Linked DNA regions of Sus scrofa: regions 2 and 3 are each linked to region 1. The links are chromatin contacts, called in public HiChIP or PLAC-seq maps. All regions are on one chromosome and are shown on one strand. Each heading gives the region's core, a stretch centred on a gene start, on an enhancer-like site or on the middle of the called end of the contact. The rest is flanking DNA. Distances are from core to core; before and after follow the strand shown. Region 1 overlaps FCRL5 (Fc receptor-like protein 5). Region 2 has its middle 22 kb from the start of ETV3. Region 3 has its middle 9.6 kb from the start of ETV3L.

Evidence for each region. HiChIP or PLAC-seq counts read pairs in DNA pulled down with a chosen protein or histone mark.
Region 2: a contact with region 1 is called in an H3K27ac HiChIP or PLAC-seq map of alveolar macrophages. The contact joins two enhancer-like sites. A contact is called at or near these places in 1 of 47 Hi-C or Micro-C datasets (embryonic fibroblasts) and 1 of 2 datasets of contacts at active chromatin or transcription factors (alveolar macrophages).
Region 3: an H3K27ac HiChIP or PLAC-seq map of alveolar macrophages shows a contact between it and region 1. The contact joins two enhancer-like sites. A contact is called at or near these places in 1 of 47 Hi-C or Micro-C datasets (embryonic fibroblasts) and 1 of 2 datasets of contacts at active chromatin or transcription factors (alveolar macrophages).

What each region holds. Positions count from the first base shown.
Region 1 is chr4:92,629,318-92,632,017 of Sscrofa11.1, forward strand. FCRL5 (Fc receptor-like protein 5) reads left to right here. Exons shown (of 16, transcript XM_013996926.2): 15 at 675-706; 16 at 783-2,396. The coding sequence ends at 872. Among named protein-coding and RNA genes, the nearest start is that of FCRL5, 52 kb to the left of the region's middle. Within about 2 kb of position 1,319, at least 1 of the 83 cell types and tissues checked has an H3K27ac peak or open chromatin away from gene starts, as enhancers often do. A contact at or near this core is called in alveolar macrophages, where this site is marked.
Region 2 is chr4:92,941,393-92,944,092 of Sscrofa11.1, forward strand. No RefSeq gene overlaps it. Among named protein-coding and RNA genes, the nearest start is that of ETV3, 22 kb to the right of the region's middle. Within about 2 kb of position 1,284, at least 47 of the 83 cell types and tissues checked have an H3K27ac peak or open chromatin away from gene starts, as enhancers often do. A contact at or near this core is called in alveolar macrophages, where this site is marked.
Region 3 is chr4:92,994,274-92,996,973 of Sscrofa11.1, forward strand. No RefSeq gene overlaps it. Among named protein-coding and RNA genes, the nearest start is that of ETV3L, 9.6 kb to the right of the region's middle. Within about 2 kb of position 1,363, at least 33 of the 83 cell types and tissues checked have an H3K27ac peak or open chromatin away from gene starts, as enhancers often do. A contact at or near this core is called in alveolar macrophages, where this site is marked.

The DNA.
Region 1 (2,700 bases), core at 69-2,568:
TGGGGCTGTGGTGTAGGCCAGATGCTATAGCTGCAATTGGACCCCTAGCCTGAGAACCTCCATATGCCAAGGGTGTGGCCCTAAAAAGACAAAATATAAAGAAAATATGTGCCATAAATATATACACACACTTATTTATAGTTTGCTTATAGCACTCAGAGTTGTACCTGCACATTGGAACTGCTCAACACATAATAGATATTAGAAATCACACACATACAAATATAAATTTACAGTAACACTATAGGTAAATGATATCATTATTCCCATCATACAGATGAGACCATCGAGGCAGGAGATATTGAGTGTACTGAGTGGATTGCCCAGGGCCTCAGAGGTAGCTCGCCAACCCAGGGCTCAGTCTGGGGTGTTCCGGGCTTGGAGTCTGTTCTAAATCACCACCCTGCCTCTGCTCCAGGCCAGGATGCTTCTCCATAACAAATGCTAAGAATCTATAATCAAAGCACGAACAAGATAAAAGGTAGATTCCTTCCTTTTGAGAGCCCCTGGAGAGCTCAGTGTGGGGAACAAAGAGTGAAAGGATGTTGAGGAGAGAGTCGGTGGAAGCTGTGAGGCTGAGGGGGCCCCAGAGAGATGGCTGGGACTGGGCCGACAGCATGGGCTTGCGGAGAGAGTTCTGAGCTCCCAGCTGAACACCTCCCTTCTTTCCACAGTGGCCTCCGCACCAGAGCTTCTCAACGACAAGGTGAGTCCCACAACCTATGTACCCTCCCACCTCGGGCCCGCCAGCTCTCCCTCAACCTGTGTGCTCTTCCCCCCAGGATGCCTGTGTCATCTACTCGCAGGTGAAGGTGGCTTCAGCCCCAGCCCCTAAGCCCCAGCTCTTGGATTCATCCACTCCTCACAGATGAGTCCACACAGCTCCCAACTGCTATGTCAGCTTCTGCAGCCCAAAGCCATCCTTGGGGGAGAAGGGACATCCATGTGAGAAGATGTAAAACCACCCCATGCCACATCAAGTGGGCTGTGCACCAGTCTGAACAGACCAGAGGGCCCTGAAGGAACTCCATCTACTTCTGAAGTGACAGCTCTGGCACCATGGTCCTTTTTTTCTAATGACATGTTGCTCCCAATCCAGGGCGCATCACATCACCTGGCTTCCTCAGTGGGCTTCAGCTTTGGTCACTATACTGAGTCCTATTCCCATGCACACCCCTATCTTTCCTCAATGAGGACTGCACCTGACAACCTGCTCTCAGAAAGCAGGAAAGCTTCTCAAACTTAAAAGTGCTTATGGGTCAGCTGGGGACCTTGTGAAAAGGCACACTCTGATTCACCGGGTTTGGGTGGTGGCTAAGATCCTGCATCTATGACAAACTCGCACATGGTGCTGATGCTACTGCTCCTAGGACCATATTGAGTACCCAAGCTCCAAAGTTCTTGGCAGAGGCCCATGGGGAAGCAGCACGTGCTCTGGTTGCCCACCGCCCAACTCCATGGGGGCCACTCATGCAGATCACAGGCTCCCTGCACCATCCTTTCACTAGAACATCCTCAGCAGCTGTTGCTGAGAGAACTTCTCTGCAACACACTGGGTTTCATCAGCCTCCCTGGGTCAGGAAAAAGTAGCTGCCACCAGCTTGCTTCCCCACCTCAGGCCTCACACTTTCCCAAAAAGGGGATGAATACAGAGTGAATAATGCACCCTTTAGCCCTCTCCATTCAGCGCCCACTTCCCTCTCCAGCCTTTCTCATAATCATCGCTCTCCACAACCTACGGTCCCTTCCCTATTTTCTAATGTAGCCTTTCTGCACTTCCTCTTTCTAGAAGTACTTTCCCATCATTTGCATTTGCTGAAACCCTGCTCATTCTTTGAGCTCCAACTCAATGGCCCATCCTCCACCCTCCCAGAAGCAGTCTGTTTCTTCTTTGGGCTCCCACAGCACTTTTATACTGATGCTCAAATCAATGATGGTTGATGTTTGGGGGGAAATTTTGAGTTTATCTAGGCCACTTCTCCAATTTTGTGGTTGGAAATTGAGAACCAGAGAGGAAGAGCCACTAACTGAAAATCACACAACCTGTTAGTGGCGAAGTGCACACGAAAATAAACCCAGGAGTCCTGGCACCCAGGGCGGTGCTCTTTCCTCTACATGGCACCTCTGCTACAGAGATGTGTGCATTTTTGTGTTTCCCTAACAAGACTGAGAGTTCTTAAAAGCAAAGCTGAAGGGGTGAGCATGGTGTCTGGCATTCACCTGGTTATCAATGAAAGGTTATCAAATTGGATATCTATTAATCTCCCTGATGAATAAACATCACCTCTACAAATTCATCGATATCATTATCTGCTCTCTTAACCCAGCAAAGTGCAATATGTGTCCCTTGATCTCAGAGGGTTTTTTAAACAATACCAATAAAATCACTACTAAGAGTTGTGTGTGTCAGTTTGAGATGAATACTGTGTCTTGTTCAAAACCTGCATGACCTGCAGATATCTCAAATACAACATGAAATCCAATCAGTCGTCCCCACAAAACTTGCTCTCATCCCTCTGTTCTCTTTCTCCTCCCCTCCCTCTCTCCCTCCCTTCCATCCCTCCTCCTTTTTCTTACCCAAGGCAGCAGATACATAGCCATCCCTGAATTTCTACATTGAATTGGTCACCCAAGCCAATCCAGTCAACATTATTTCCAAAATACCTCTCAAATCACCTCCTCCTCTCCGTACCCACTACC
Region 2 (2,700 bases), core at 34-2,533, 310 kb after region 1:
GCCCAACTCTTTCTAGTGCAGACCTTGCCTGGGTCTTGTGCAGGGCTGTGCTCTCCGCTCCATCTCCAAATGTCCAGGAAAGACCGCCCAGGTGGCCACAGCCGCAGAACCTGGCTCTGGGTGGCTGCAGCTGCAACACTATCCACCAGGGGGCGATGGCCTAGCGTTTTCCTCCATCCTTGGAAACTCCCAGATCTTGGCTCCCCAGGGCCGCCCAACCCGGCTGACACCAACCCCAGCCTGCACAGTGGCTCTTTCCCACACATGTTTGCCCTCTTGTTATAGCTCTCTCTCTCTTCCTTCCTCTGTCTCTCTGTCTCTGTTTCTCTCTCCCTCTCTCTCTCTGTCTCTGTTTCTCTCTGTGTCTCTGTCTCTCTTTCTCTGTCTCTCTCTCTCTGTCCTCTGCCAAAGCTGAAGTCGGGTGGGACAGCCCAGCCCCAAGAGCTCTGAAAGGGCCCCCACCCGGGTTTGGAGGGTGGAGGAGTGGGAGGTGGGGGGGGGCCCTGAGGGCGGGGGGGCGGGGGTGCAGAATGTGCACAGTCACAGTGTTGTCTGCCCTGCTCCCCGTGGGCCGGCTCTTGCTCTTTCCCTGTTGTGTTTGCTGCTGAGGGGGTCCCCAGGGGCTCATTTGGAGCCAGGGAACAGGGCAACCAGGGAGTATGGGCAGAGGCGAGATTGGGAGAGGAGAGGGAGACCTTAACCCCCGCTCAGAGCCACTGGGAAAGGAGGCAGGTCCCCCACGGCCCCACTCGCAGGGTTTATCACCTTCCAGCTGCAGCAGCCCTGGAGAGGGCAAAATTGAGGCATCAGCAGAAATGATTCCAGGTTCCCTCCTTTCCTGCCCCCAATCCCTGGATGTGTCAGCATGAGATGGGTGGACCCTGCACACTCGCCCACTCTGCTCTGGGCCACATGGGGTCCTGCAGGGCTGGGGAGGGCGGTGCTGCTGCGGCCCCTTATCGGGGCTCCGTGCCCAGGCCACATCCACCTGGCATACACGCATCAGGGAGAGGAGACGACCACACGGCCCCCACCCCACTGCCCCAGGAGCCAAGGGACAGGGAAGGCCAGGATGGGGTGTGCAGGTGGGGTGAGCCCCCAGGCTCTCTCAGCCACAGCATCCAGCGCCTCCCTGGCCCTCTTGGCCCTCCTCTCACACTGCTGTCTGGGCCTCTGAGGCCTAAACCCCCAAACCTGAATAGCAGAGGTCAGTGGGAGTCCCCAGCTGACCAGGGAAAGAGGCTCCTCCCCTGAACTTTGGTCATGCTTAGCAGCTGGCTGGGAGCCAAGAATAAGGTTTCCCCTCTCTCTCCCAGGCCGACTTCCTGCTGGCCGGAGGCCGGGGAAATCCCAGAAACTGAGCTTCCCCTCCCGCCAGGACTGTCAGCCCCGCCAGGACTCCCAGCCCCGCCAGGACTCCCAACCCCGCCAGGACTCCCAACCCCACCAGGCCAGGCCAGGCCAGGTTGCTGCAGAGCCCTCGGGACAGCAGAGGGGATGGGCATGCCAAGGAGGGGGGCTGGGAAGACACCAGGGAGCAGGGCCCAAGCCCTAGAGGGAGAGAGGTGACCTCGTTCAACCTCAGGAAGTGAAGACTTCGTGGGTAGCAGGTTTATCACTGCCGTTCTGCTCAGGGGAGAGGGTGAGGGCTGGGGGCACAGTGGAGGGAGCGGGCTGGGGGCCGGGAGACACAGACGGCACCTCCGCAGGACCAGGAGGAAGGAATCGTGATGGGCTGAGGGGAGGGAGGAGACCGCTGGCAAAGCCCCCTCTCCCCCACACGCTGGGACGTGGTGGTCCCGCCTCCCCACAGTCTGCTGGGGTGGAAAGCTGGGGAAAGCAAAAGAGGGAGTGAGAGTGAGGGGTGTCCACGTGGCAGAAAGCAAAGCCTCCGCAGGAGAGAAGGCAGCGAGCATGGGATGGTGCTGGGCATTAGAAGAGTTATTCTTGTCCTGTCTCCCTAGAGATCTCGTTCCGAGCCCCCTCACAACAGCTGTGATGTGTCTCTTCTCCAGCACTCCCGCTGACGGCTTAGGGGACCGGGTCCAGAATCCCAGCCAAGGACGGGAAGCCTCCTCTTTCCTCAGTGAGCACCCCCACCCCACATTCTGTCTCCCTCTTTGCAGCTAGCTGCCCTTCCTGACCAAGGCTGAGCCTCCTCCTCCTCCTCCTCCTCCTCCTCCAGGAAGCTCTCCTAGACGGACCTCTCCCCACCCCCTCACTCCAGGGCTCCTCATCGCCGCCACAATGACCAGACACCCTTTTCTCTTCTGGGTGCTGAAAGGTGGCTGTGTAAGTGTTCTAAGCACTGTGGTTTCCTGGGTGTGTCTCAGGTCTCCCATTAGTAACAAGTCCAGGGCAGGGACTTTGACGTCAGGTCACAAGCCAGTCCGTGTGGAGAGGGGGTGGGGGAGCTGCCAGTGGATTTTTCACAGCACGGAATCCTAGTTCCAGTGTCCTCATGCCTCTATCACCACCTGCCTAAACCTGACCTTTGCATCTCCTCTTCCACTTTCTTTTCAACCCCAAGCCATCCAATCTCCCAACTTCCTGTTCTCGGCCAGCAGGTCCACCCTTCTCTCCCCTGCTCACCCGGGCTTGAAACCTGGAGTCAGCTTGACTCCTTCCTCCAACAGCCCAGATTCAGGTTCACATCCAGGCCTGCCTTTTCCAGGGCTCCAACCCCAGTCACCTCACCTC
Region 3 (2,700 bases), core at 113-2,612, 360 kb after region 1:
AAAGTAGCTCTCTCACCAGTCTCTGTGTTTTAAGAGCCATCTGCCCCAGATGTAGGCTCTGGATGCAAAGGACCCAGGGAAAGACACTCCCTCCCACCCCACCCCCCAATAGAGGTGGAGGGAGCTCAGGGCCGTGGTGCCACTGGCCCCCGAAGGGTTAATGCTATTGTCTGAAAACCACATCGGCTCCCCTGGGAGCTTGGAGATCCTGCTCTCATTTTAAGTAACCCTAACTCAGCTTGTGATGAGCGAGCCAGGGGTCTCTGGGCAAGGAGTGCGCCAGAAGGAGCCGCTGGACAGAACTGGGGCTGGTGGCTGCGCCGAGGTAAGGGGTTCTTGGCGGCTGTGGAGCCAGTCGTGGGGCAACTGGGAAGGGGGAGAAGAATGGAGACCCAGGCACTGGGTGAGGATGACAGCCAAGAGGGGACCGGGCTCTTCCATCCAGGTGTGGACAGCGCAGAGGCAGGTACTGGGCCCGTCAGGGCAGAGGAGGAGGGGATCTCGTACAGGGAGCCGGTCGGGCACGGCAGCAGACTCTTCTGCCCAGAAGGGGCACAGCTGGGGTCAGATGTCGGCTCACTGGGGCAGATAAGATTCCTGGGATTAATGGGCTTGAGTCGGGCTCTGGGGGCTGAATGAATGACAGGCTCAGCCGTTCCCATGTCCCGTTGTCTGTACCTACAGGGAGTTCCATGTCTCAGCCAGCTCGCTGCTGCCATCCATGTGGCCAGGGCAGGGGATGAGGACACCGAGGGTGTGGGCATCACAGGATGGGCATGGGAAGGAGCAGGAGGTGGTCCCAGGGAGGGCAGAGCGAAGGCTGTGCTCGCATCTGAGCCAGGCAGAGATGGAGTGAAGTCTCCGAGGAGGTGAAGGGATTCTGCCCCATCCACCTGCTTCCCTCACTTCCTTGGACTCCTGGCTTCTTCCTCAAGAACCAGGTCCAAGGAGTCTGCAGTCTAAGGGCTTGTGTGCCCCATGGTCAGGAGCACCCCTGTGACGGTGGGGGCAGATGTGAGTCATGTGAGGCTGGACACGCACAGAAAGCGATGCTCCTATGGCAGAGGTTCTGCCTCTCTCCCCATCCCCTTACCAAGAGGAAGAGTGGCGTGGCTGCCACTCCACCTCCAATGCATTTCTCGCCCTGCTCAAGGGCACTGGAGCCCCGTGGAGAGAGGTCCAGGGCACATGGATAGAGTCTGGGGTTGGGTTTAGTGGAAGCTGAAGTTGGAGTTCACGGTAAGATTGAGGACGAGGGCCAGAGCTGAGGTGGTGGCTGAAGGCAGACAGGGCACTGAGGGCTGGGGACTGAGTCAGAAGGTGTCAGGGGGCCCCCAGCTGCTGAGAGCGCCCCGGGAGGCCTGCTGCCTGCTGCATTCCTGGTCCCTGTTACTCAGCCCCAGGCAGGCCTGCCAGCTCATCCCAGCTCAGCACTTGGCCCGGAGCTTTCACTTCCTCTGGCCGGCCTGGGACCTCAGCCACCTCAGCACCTACTGGAGGGGATTTCTTGTCCCCTGGGTCGGGGGGTGGGGGGGATGATGAAGGGAAGGATCAGGGGGTGTCCAGGCAGGGGGATCCCCTGGGGCCCAGCTGATGGGAATGAGATGAAAGGAACCGACACTGAGCCTGCGCTGGGGGAGAGCTCGAGGGTGCTGGGCAGGGCGGGGCTGGAAGAGCCAGGCCAGGAAGCTGGGAAGCCTGGGTTCAGTTTCTAGCTCTGAACACGGGTGAGAGACAGGAGGGCAGGGGGAAAACAGTAAGAGGTAAGAAAACAAAGTGACAATCAGAGCCAGAGATAGAGCCACGGAGGGCAGGCTGGGTGCGAGGTGATGAGGCACAGACTCGATCTAAGGGGGAAAAGGGCACAGGAGAGGCAAGACGGACAGACTTCAGGATTTGTAGACACAAGACAGGAGCAGAAAGACCAAGGGAAACTGAGACCAAAAAGGATGGATAGGAGAGAGACAAGAAAGTGAATGGCGCTGGGGAAATGGAAAGGAGGAAGAATGAGACTCAAGAGGGTAGAGGAGGGAAACTCTATGAAGGAGGAAACGAGCTGAAGATTAAAGGTCAAACACAAAGTGAAACAGAGACTTGGAGGGGGCCAGACTGAGGGAGGGCTGGCTCTGGGCTACAAGCTGCTCTCCTGACACCCCTGTTCCCACCCCACAACCCCTGGGTCCCTGAGGGGTCTGCAACATTCCCCATGATATATATTTTTTTTTTCTTTTTTTGGTCTTTTTGCCTTTTCTCGGGCTGCTCTCGTGGCATATGGAGGTTCCCAGGCTAGGGGTCTAATTGGAGCTGTAGCCACCGGCCTACGCCAGAGCCACAGCAACGTGGGATCCGAGCTGCGTCTGCAACCTACACCACAGCTCACGGCAATGCCGGATCCTTAACCCACAGAGCAAGGCCAGGGATCGAACCCACAATCTCATGGTTCCCAGTCGGATTCGTTAACCACTGAGCCACGACAAGAACTCCCCCTCCATGATTTTTAACTGCCCTTCCTGCCGGGTCTGGGGGTAGTGCATAGGGGTGTCTGGGTTTGGATTTCTACTCCACGGAGTTACACAAACCTTTTATATCCCACGGCCCCCAGGGACCCCCAGGGGCCAGAGTCAGAGACAAGGGGCTGGGGGGTAGGGGAGAAGGTAAGTATCTGAGACATGATGTGTGGGGGGGGAACCAGGTGGAAAG